2 separate regions of the Mus musculus genome follow, and region 2 is linked to region 1. Evidence: chromatin contacts called from public Hi-C data. All regions are on one chromosome and are shown on one strand. The core of a region is the stretch at or near the end of the contact, and the rest is flanking DNA. Distances in the headings are between cores, read along the strand shown. Region 1 overlaps Slc18b1 (solute carrier family 18, subfamily B, member 1). Region 2 holds the start of Taar2 (trace amine-associated receptor 2).

Evidence for each region. Hi-C and Micro-C count contacts between places; a contact is called where the count stands out from the background.
Region 2: a Hi-C map of embryonic stem cells shows a contact between it and region 1, with 2.4 times the contacts expected there. The contact joins the promoter of Taar2 here to the enhancer-like site in region 1. A contact is called at or near these places in 11 of 39 promoter capture datasets (the 3T3-L1 cell line, 3T3-L1-derived adipocytes, cranial neural crest and 7 more), 13 of 484 Hi-C or Micro-C datasets (colorectal tumor organoids, embryonic stem cells, granulosa cells and 3 more), 8 of 115 datasets of contacts at active chromatin or transcription factors (bone marrow-derived dendritic cells, embryonic stem cells and stem cell-derived neural progenitor cells) and 4 of 9 other capture datasets (adipose tissue, embryonic stem cells, liver and 1 more).

The regions. Positions count from the first base shown.
Region 1 is chr10:23,811,414-23,815,643 of GRCm38.p6, reverse strand. All of the region lies in intron 6 of Slc18b1 (solute carrier family 18, subfamily B, member 1), which reads right to left. Among named protein-coding and RNA genes, the nearest start is that of Slc18b1, 17 kb to the right of the region's middle. Within about 2 kb of position 2,468, at least 40 of the 459 cell types and tissues checked have an H3K27ac peak or open chromatin away from gene starts, as enhancers often do. A contact at or near this core is called in embryonic stem cells, granulosa cells, liver and 3 more, where this site is marked.
Region 2 is chr10:23,936,807-23,941,036 of GRCm38.p6, reverse strand. It overlaps Taar2 (trace amine-associated receptor 2), which reads right to left and starts at 2,465. Exons shown (of 2, transcript NM_001007266.1): 1 at 2,442-2,465; 2 at 1-449. The coding sequence starts at 2,465.

The DNA of each region.
Region 1 (4,230 bases), core at 1,219-3,718:
TTGTGAGTGCAAACTAAACCCTACATTGAGAGACTGGAAGGCGGTGTGTCACTGTGTGAACGACTTTTATCATTTAAGATCATGTCTCCCAGTCTCCTAACCCAAGTTCATGACTATCTGAGTATCAGCATGGCTATCTGCAATATCTAAATATTCAAAGACTGTGCAAACTTTTGTTATTTTAGGTAATATTCTCAGGGAAATTTTCAGAATACAGAGAATACTGTCATTCAAAAGCGCAACCCTCAAACCAGAGTATGTATTTTACTTTAGAGAGGGTATAGTGCCACCTTGTGGCATAGCCAGGTATTGCCAGCAGGCAGTTGATCTTAGTGGATTTTGAACTTCAATGAATTTGAATTGAAAATTACAAAAGATGGGCTGGAGAGATGGGTTGGCAATTAAGAGCACTCACTTCTCTTTAAGAGGAACAGAGTTCTGTTTACAGTACCCACATCAGGTGGCTCACAACCACCAGTAGCTCCAGCTCCAGGGGCTCCAAAGCCTCTGCACTCATCACACAATTTTTTTTTTAAAGATTTATTTATTTATTTATTTTATTATATGTAAGTACACTGTAGCTGTCTTCAGACACACCAGAAGAGGGAGTCAGATCTCATTACGGATGGTTGTGAGCCACCATGTGGTTGCTGGGATTTGAACTCAGGACCTTCGGAAGAGCAGTCGGGTGCTCTTACCTGTTGAGCCATCTCACCAGCCCCCATCACACAATTTAAAATGGTAAAAATAACCAGGCATGGGGCACATGCCTTTAATCCCAGCAATTGGGAGAGAGAGGTTGTTGGAGTCTAAGTTCAAGGCCATCCTGGTTTACAAGAGTGAGTTGCAGGACAGCCAGACAGGGCTACACACACACACACACACACACACACACACACAGAGAGAGAGAGAGAGAGAGAGAGAGAGAGACAGAGACAGAGACAGAGAGACAGAGACAGAGACAGAGAGAAAACAACAAATAATATAATATTAAAATAAAAATAATTTTAAGGGCTGGTGAGATGGCTAGTGGTTAAGAGTGCCGACTGCTCTTCCAAAGGTCCCGAGTTCAAATCCCAGCAACCACATGGTGGCTCACAACCATCTGTAATGAAATCTGATGCCTTCTTCTGGAGTATCTGAGGACAGCTACAGTGTACTTACATATAATAAATAAATAAATCAAAAAAATTTTTTTAATTATAAAAAAACCTTTTGTTTTAATCTGTTACATTTCTTGCGTATACAGAAAGCATTATCTGTTATAATATATAGCTCAGTAAAGAACACTAGCTGCTCCTACAAAAGACAGAGGTTTAGTTTCCAGTGCCCACATGCCTTCTTTCTGACCTCTGTGAGCACCAGACATGCACACAGTCAAAAACTCACACACAGAAAATGAAATAAGTAAAATGTACCGATTGTTTTAAGTTTTAAAATAAAAGGATGGCTGGGCGTGGTGGTGCAAGCCTTTAATCCCAGCACTCAAGAGGCAGAGGCAGGTGCATCACTGAACTCAAATCCAGCCTGGTCCAGGATGGCCAGGGCTGCACAGAAAAACCCTGTCTTTAAAAAAAAATTATATAATAATAACAATAATAACTGGAAAAATCCAGAAACAACGAGTTTCTAAATTTTAAACAACTTTAATTATAGTAATCGTACTTGTTTTATGCTTTCATTATTATTGCTAATCTCCTTTTACAATTATTTAATTATTTAATGTGTATGTGGTGTTTTGCCTGTATGTCCGTCTGTGCCAGGAACCTGCCATGTGTTCCTGGTGCTTCAGAGGCCGGAAGAGGATGCTCTGTCCTGAGAGCTGAGTTACAGATGGTTGTGAACCACCATGTGGATGCTGGGACTTGAACTCTGTTCCTCTGCAAGTGCAGCTAGTACTCTTAACCGCTGAGCCATCACACCAGCCCCATATTGTTAATCTCTTAACTGTGCCTAATTTTAAATTAAACTTTACCGTAAGTATGTGTGCACACATCAAAACTTAGTAGAAGTGGGCTTGATGTGTGCTCTGGTCTTGTAGTATGTGGCCCACAAAGGAGGTGGGACTATTGTGTAACTCCATAGATCCTCCTGTCACCATGGTGTAAAGCAGGCTCCTCAGATTCTCAGGTTGAGGGTTTTAATGAGAGGCGTGGCATGCCATGACTGTTAGAACAGGACATCAGGGAACAACTGGAGAGCAGATATGGAAATGGGTCAAGGACTCCTAACACACAATGCTAAGTAGCCTAAGTATGGCGGGCCATGGGGGTGGAAGGAATGAGCAGCAGGTATTGAACACAGGATTCTAACTGCTCACAAGTCAAAACAAAAGACAACTTCATTACAGTTGCTGATGGCCCAGGGACTGCTTGTATTTTGATGCTAATTCCACTCTCCAGGGAGGGGCTTAGGACACGAATGAGTCCTCCCCCCTACTTAATTTGTAAAACAAAGGCTAGAGCCTGTGATTGGGCAGGAGAAGAGAAGGTGGAGCTGAAAGTTTGGGCGAGATGGAGGAGAGGGAGAAGAGAGGACGACAGAGGGGGTGGAAGGAAAGTGGAGCAGAAGCCCGTGGCCTGGAGGAACCACAAGCAAATAAGGGGTCTCACAGATGAGGAAGATGGTAGTGTAGCGGCAGATCTGCCCAATCTAGGCATGCAGTTTTATTCATATTAACTGAGTCGTGTTTTCTTTGCGTGGGTTTATTTGGGTTGGAGATTTCCTGTAACATCTATCCTAAAACTTTCAATGGCATTAAAACTTTCAATAACTGTAAGAGTGCACTTATTTAGGAACACTCCAAACTTAATATTATCGACCTTAGGGATTTTTTTAAATTCCAGTTTTAATTAGCCTGTCTTAGCTATCTTTTCTCATTTCCTAATGTAATAAAGAGTTTTTTTTTTCCTTTTGCTACATGAGAATCTAACCCCTTTCTTTTCTTTTCTTTTTTTCTTTTTCTTTCTTTTTTTTTTTTTGAGATTTTTTTTTTTTTTATGTATATGAGGACACTGCAGCTGTCTTCAGACACACACTAGAAGGAGGGCATCAGATTCCATTACAGATGGCTGCTGTGAGCCACCATGTAGTTGCTGGGAATTGAGCCTAGGTCCTCTACAAGAGCATCCAATGCTCTTCACTGCTGACCCATCTCCCCAGGTCTGTTGCTGACTGTTTAGCCATCATACCTGGACATAGCCCAGGATGCTAAACGAAGGGAAAACAACATAAAACAAAACAAACAAACAAAAAACTGATTCCTTACACTTGCAAAGAGGATAAGCACCACCTTGTGGTTTACTGTGGTATTGCCTCGCTGGCTCTGTTCTCCCCAGTTCCCCATAGTAACCTAGCAAGAATACAAGTTGACTACCCTACTAAGAATCAATGCTTACAATGTACATAACCTGGCTAGTAAGTTTCATTTGGACCAAAGGGAACTACCAATGAGCCACAGCTAAGAACCTGATGGCCCAAAGTGTTCTGTGCTCCTTGCCCTGGTTAGCTCCTATCAGTTAACCATGACAGTATGCAGCTGCTTATCACTGTGATTAGTGATTTATGTGGGGATGGAAACTTTGACCCGGAATGATTCCTTTACTGTGCCAGGAACTATTATCTTACTGTGTCCTTGTAACTATTACTGCTCCAGACAAGCAGAAGGCCCACTGGGAAGGAATAATTGGCCTTGACCGGCTACACTGAATGTTTTAGTTTGTTTGAGATGTATCTCAAAGAAACTCACGGAGTGAAAAACAAACGTGTCACTTTGTGCCCAGGATGGCGTGGAACTCACTAAGTACACAAAGTTGACCTAGAACCTAGAGTTGGGAAAGGTAGAGGCAGGAAGATCTCTGGGCGTGTGAGTTCCAGGGTGGGCAGGGCTACATAGTGAGACCGTATTAAAAACAAACCAACAAGCCGAGCGGGGGGGGGGGGGGGGGGGGGGGGGGGGGGTGGTGACACACGCCTTTAATCCCAGCACTTGGGAGGCAGAGGCAGGCAGATTTATGAGTTCAAGGCCATCCTGGTCTACAAAGTGAGTTCCAGGACAGCCAGGGCTACACAGAGAAACCCTGTCTCAACCACCCCATCCCACCCCCACCCCACCCCCCCCCAAAAAAAAAACAACAAAAGAACCTAAAGCCACATTGGCCTAGAACTTATAGGGATCTCACCTTGCTTTTACTGCTTTGTAGACAAAATGTGTTGCCCACAGCAGTTTCT
Region 2 (4,230 bases), core at 1,216-3,715, 130 kb before region 1:
ACTGACCAGCAGACGAGCAGCAGCCGCCTAACGACCGGGATAGTCATTTTGGTGCAATAATGCAAAGGGTGACAGATGGCATAAAATCTATCGACGGCCACCGAGCAAAGGTGGAAAATGGACGTTATGCTAAGCATCAGGTCGAAGCTATAATGGATCTTGCAAAACGTAAGTCCGAAATACCAGCAGTTTTCCACTGACCTGACCATACTATATGGCATGATGGTGAATCCGAGAAGGAAGTCGGTGACGGCCATGGAGAGAATGAGGAGGTTGGTCGGTGTGTGAAGCTGTTTGAAGTAGGAAATGGAAATGATCATGGCCAGGTTGCCAAAGATCGTGATGAATATGGCGCAGGCCATCAACGAGTACATGGCAGCTCGGACGCCGAGAGATCTTTCATTCTCTGGGCAAGATCCATTTCCGTACTCTGAACAATCAAAGGTTTCCTATATAAAAATAAGAACACAGGGGACTTATCAGAGACTAGACAAAGACTCAACATTTCATCTCTTCTTTCTCAGACAGATTCAAGAAAAAATACAGAAGACACGTAATCATATTTATATATTTCAGTATCATTACTTCTGTATTATACTGAAATATATATATATATATGATTACGTGTCTTTCTCACTAACTTTGTGATTTATAGAATTCTAATAGAATAGATTAAAATTGTTTACTTTATAGTTTTAGTTGTCACTTTATAGTGACAGCCATGGAAAGAATGAGGATGTTGGTCAATGTGTGAAGATTTTTAAGTAGAAGAATTACTGAAGAATCTTTAATTATCTGGCAAATCCCCAAGTATTAGCAAGTTTCACAGAACAGGTACATCAAAGGGTCAGCGGACAACTTTCAAGAGTTGGTTCTCTCCGTCACTAGGTGGGTCCTAGGGACAGAACGCAGAGCATCTGGCTTTGCAGTGATAACTTTTCATTGAAACAACTAAGCCAGCTACAGGAAAGGGATCCAGTGCAGAGTTATTCCTCTTTCCTTCCTACTTTGGGACTCCAGGTCCATCAGCAGAAAAGAAATGGAGTCTGTGACAGCATTGTGCTTTCACAGTGGGTTAAAGTGGAGGAAGGAACCACTGATATGCAAGACCTGGGTGTTTAGACACTGCAGGCAGGATATCACCAAATTACATATAAGGTCTCTGCCAGCTAATGCCTTAGATGCTGTTCACAGAAAACCAATCTATTCCCAATAGGTGGTAGTGGTGCTTAGCTGTTTGGTTTTTGAGATAAGGACTCATATGACCCAGGTTGGCCTTGAACTCTTGATCCTTCTGCCTCCATTTCTGGAGTGTTGGGATTATACGTGTGCACCACAATGCCCAGCCTAGACGGGCAATTTTTGTTCACTTGTTGGAAACTTTCTTACCTGCATGTAATGTGTTTTGATCAAGCCCATCCCCCTGCCCTTCACCTCCACCCTCTCCCTTCCCCTCCCTACCAACTCCTCCCAACCTTGTGTACTCTCTCTGGCTTTAACCTTCTGAACCCACATGGCACTGCCAGTCTGTACATAGATTCAGGGCCATCAACTAGGGCCCAGGAAGTCCCTCCATCCATGTTGAAGTTTTGTCCAACTTCATCTTGTACATGCAAGAAGTTTGAATCCATGCATGGAGTGTCTCTGCCATGTCTGGACCTCTTACTCTTAAAATCTTCCCACCTCCTCTTCCTGCCTCCTCTCCCATGATCATCCCTACCTTGGGATACTTTCACTAAAATCTTTTCCCCATACATATTTAAAGTATATATAATCAGTTCTCAAACTATACTTATTTTTAGTACCTAAAAGTACGAGTTTCTATTAGTACAGTAATTAAAAAAAAAATAAAAGCCACAGGAAGGGACCGAGATGCAGATAGTATAGATACAAGATGATAATAGATAGCCAGGCAGACAGACAGACAAGCAGACAGATCCCCCACCCCTCCTCCCGACAACTCTATTTTCTAAGTGAAGTGACTTTAAAATGAAGCAATCACATTCCCTTCAGGTTTACTATGCTGTTCCCCTTGTCTTTCTTTTGTGAAGTGGGGATTCACAATGATCACAAATTCTGCTCCTGAGGTCCCTCTGCCTCACCTAGGGGGACACCTGTACCAAACACATCAGTGGGTCCTCATGAAAAACCCCCACTCTTTTCTGGGGTTGTAAATATTCATCTCAGAAAACGAGACATGTTGTCAAAAGGTAGTAAATTCTTTTGTTTCCACATTTTAACTGAGCTGCCTTTAACTGCAAATTTACAGTAAGCCCTGACTGACTCTCTAACCATCTGTAATCTTGCTTATTCTCTCTGCATGTGACAAAAAGCAAACAAGGACAAACAATCTCACTGCTTTACAGTAGTGGAGGCATTTTACTTAACACTCGAAGAAGAGAAAACACAGATCTTTCCCTTCACATCCCGTCTCCATGTACCTGCTGGGCTTCAAAAGATGCCATCGTGACTGCTTTGTGGAAGAAGCTGTCTCTTCTCCGCTCCCTGTGAATGCTAACGCTGAACTGTAAGACATGAGCTATGTTAACTGTGCTGCTTTATAATTTAACAATTGGTCTCAAGGGCATTGGATGTGTGCTGGGGAGAAGGGGAGGGCCCTGGTCATTCTGAAGTTTAACAGCTTAAGTGACCCTGACTACCCCTCTGTCCTTTTAGGAATCTCTGCTTGCTTTTGTTTTCATTACCCCCGGCACACTGAATGCTCTAAAACAGCTAGCCTGTAAAGGCTGTAATAGTTAATGGAACTCCTTCAGTTATCGGAGGCTCTCAATTCTGATTACATAAAGTTAGAATTCATGGAGAGATGTAGACTAGATAGGTGTCCCCTGCCACTTTAGGATGACCAGAATGAAGAAGCACAGTCCATACTTTATATCACATTTTATACTCACGGGATTTTCTCATCCACCGTTTTCCTGTATTTGGCTAGGGTGCAGCTCAGTGCTCCTAACCCTGCAGGAGTTACACGGTTATCACTGCCTTAAGTAACTCCACGAAGGCGCTCACATCCTCTCAGATATCATGTCTTTAAATCTGTTTACATCTAATCACAGATGCCTGTAGTTTTATTCTTCTTCTTTTGATATGAGAAAGTTTATTTTCCTCTGCTAGGATACACTGGTCGTTATATGACACCAGGTTCCTGCTTGGGGTTTAGCTATGCCTGTTGTCAGTGACCTTGGCTATTGTGGTAACGACTTTGGATCATTAAACTCGGATAGCCACGTGGGTAAACTGAGCTTTGAAGGGCTTTAGAGGACTCACTGATTTTCTGTCTCCCTCTGGAAGATCTTAGTGAGATTTTAGCAAGGTACTCTGCATTTTCACTTCTCTGGTCCCTACAAAATATATAAGTGACTTGATTTGACCTTTCTTGATAGCTTTCCATAAGGGAGAAAGATTAAAAAAAAAACATCACCCATTTAGAAATTCTGAGCAATGCAAGCTTATTACAACATAATCAGAAAATTTATATTTTTAAAGAAACATTCTAAATACACATATCAACCCAAATGATTATGAAGTTAGGAATTAATTTTTAATATGTAGCCGACAGCATTTCTACTCAAGAGTTTCCAATATCTTTCTTGGCTCTGTAAGGAATTATGCAAGTATTCTTAGAGGACAGGATATAGCTCAGTGATAGATCTCCAGCAATAAAAATGATTTTTATTATCTCCATCGTCGTCATCATCATAACCATCATCATTGTCATTGTCACCACCACCACCATCATCTCTGTTAGTTACACAGGAGTGTAGTAGCGTCTGGTAGTCCCTTGGTAACTACTTCAGCTATCAAGGCTGCTGTTGAAGTATCCTGGTGCTTTTGTTCAATTACCTCTCATAACCAAGATACAGTACCCAGTGCTGAACTACAGTGCCACACAATCTGTCTTCTTTGATCTCACCGTGCATGACCTCACACCATTATAAAGCGTGCTTGTGATGTAGTGTGTAGAATGTAGTAAATTTTAAAAAGAGAAGCCACATAGTTTTTTTTTTTTATAATTGTTCTATCATTAAAATTTTGTCGTGCCTAATTGTGTTAAAGTTTATCACAGAGGTGCAAATGCAGAGAAAATCCAAGTGTATATAGGATTTGGTACTATCTGCAACTTCAAGCACTTACTGACGGACCTTGTATCTTCCACAAACAGATTGCAGTTATGTGTCATTCTATCTCGGACGCTAGAGCTTTCTTGAGTAG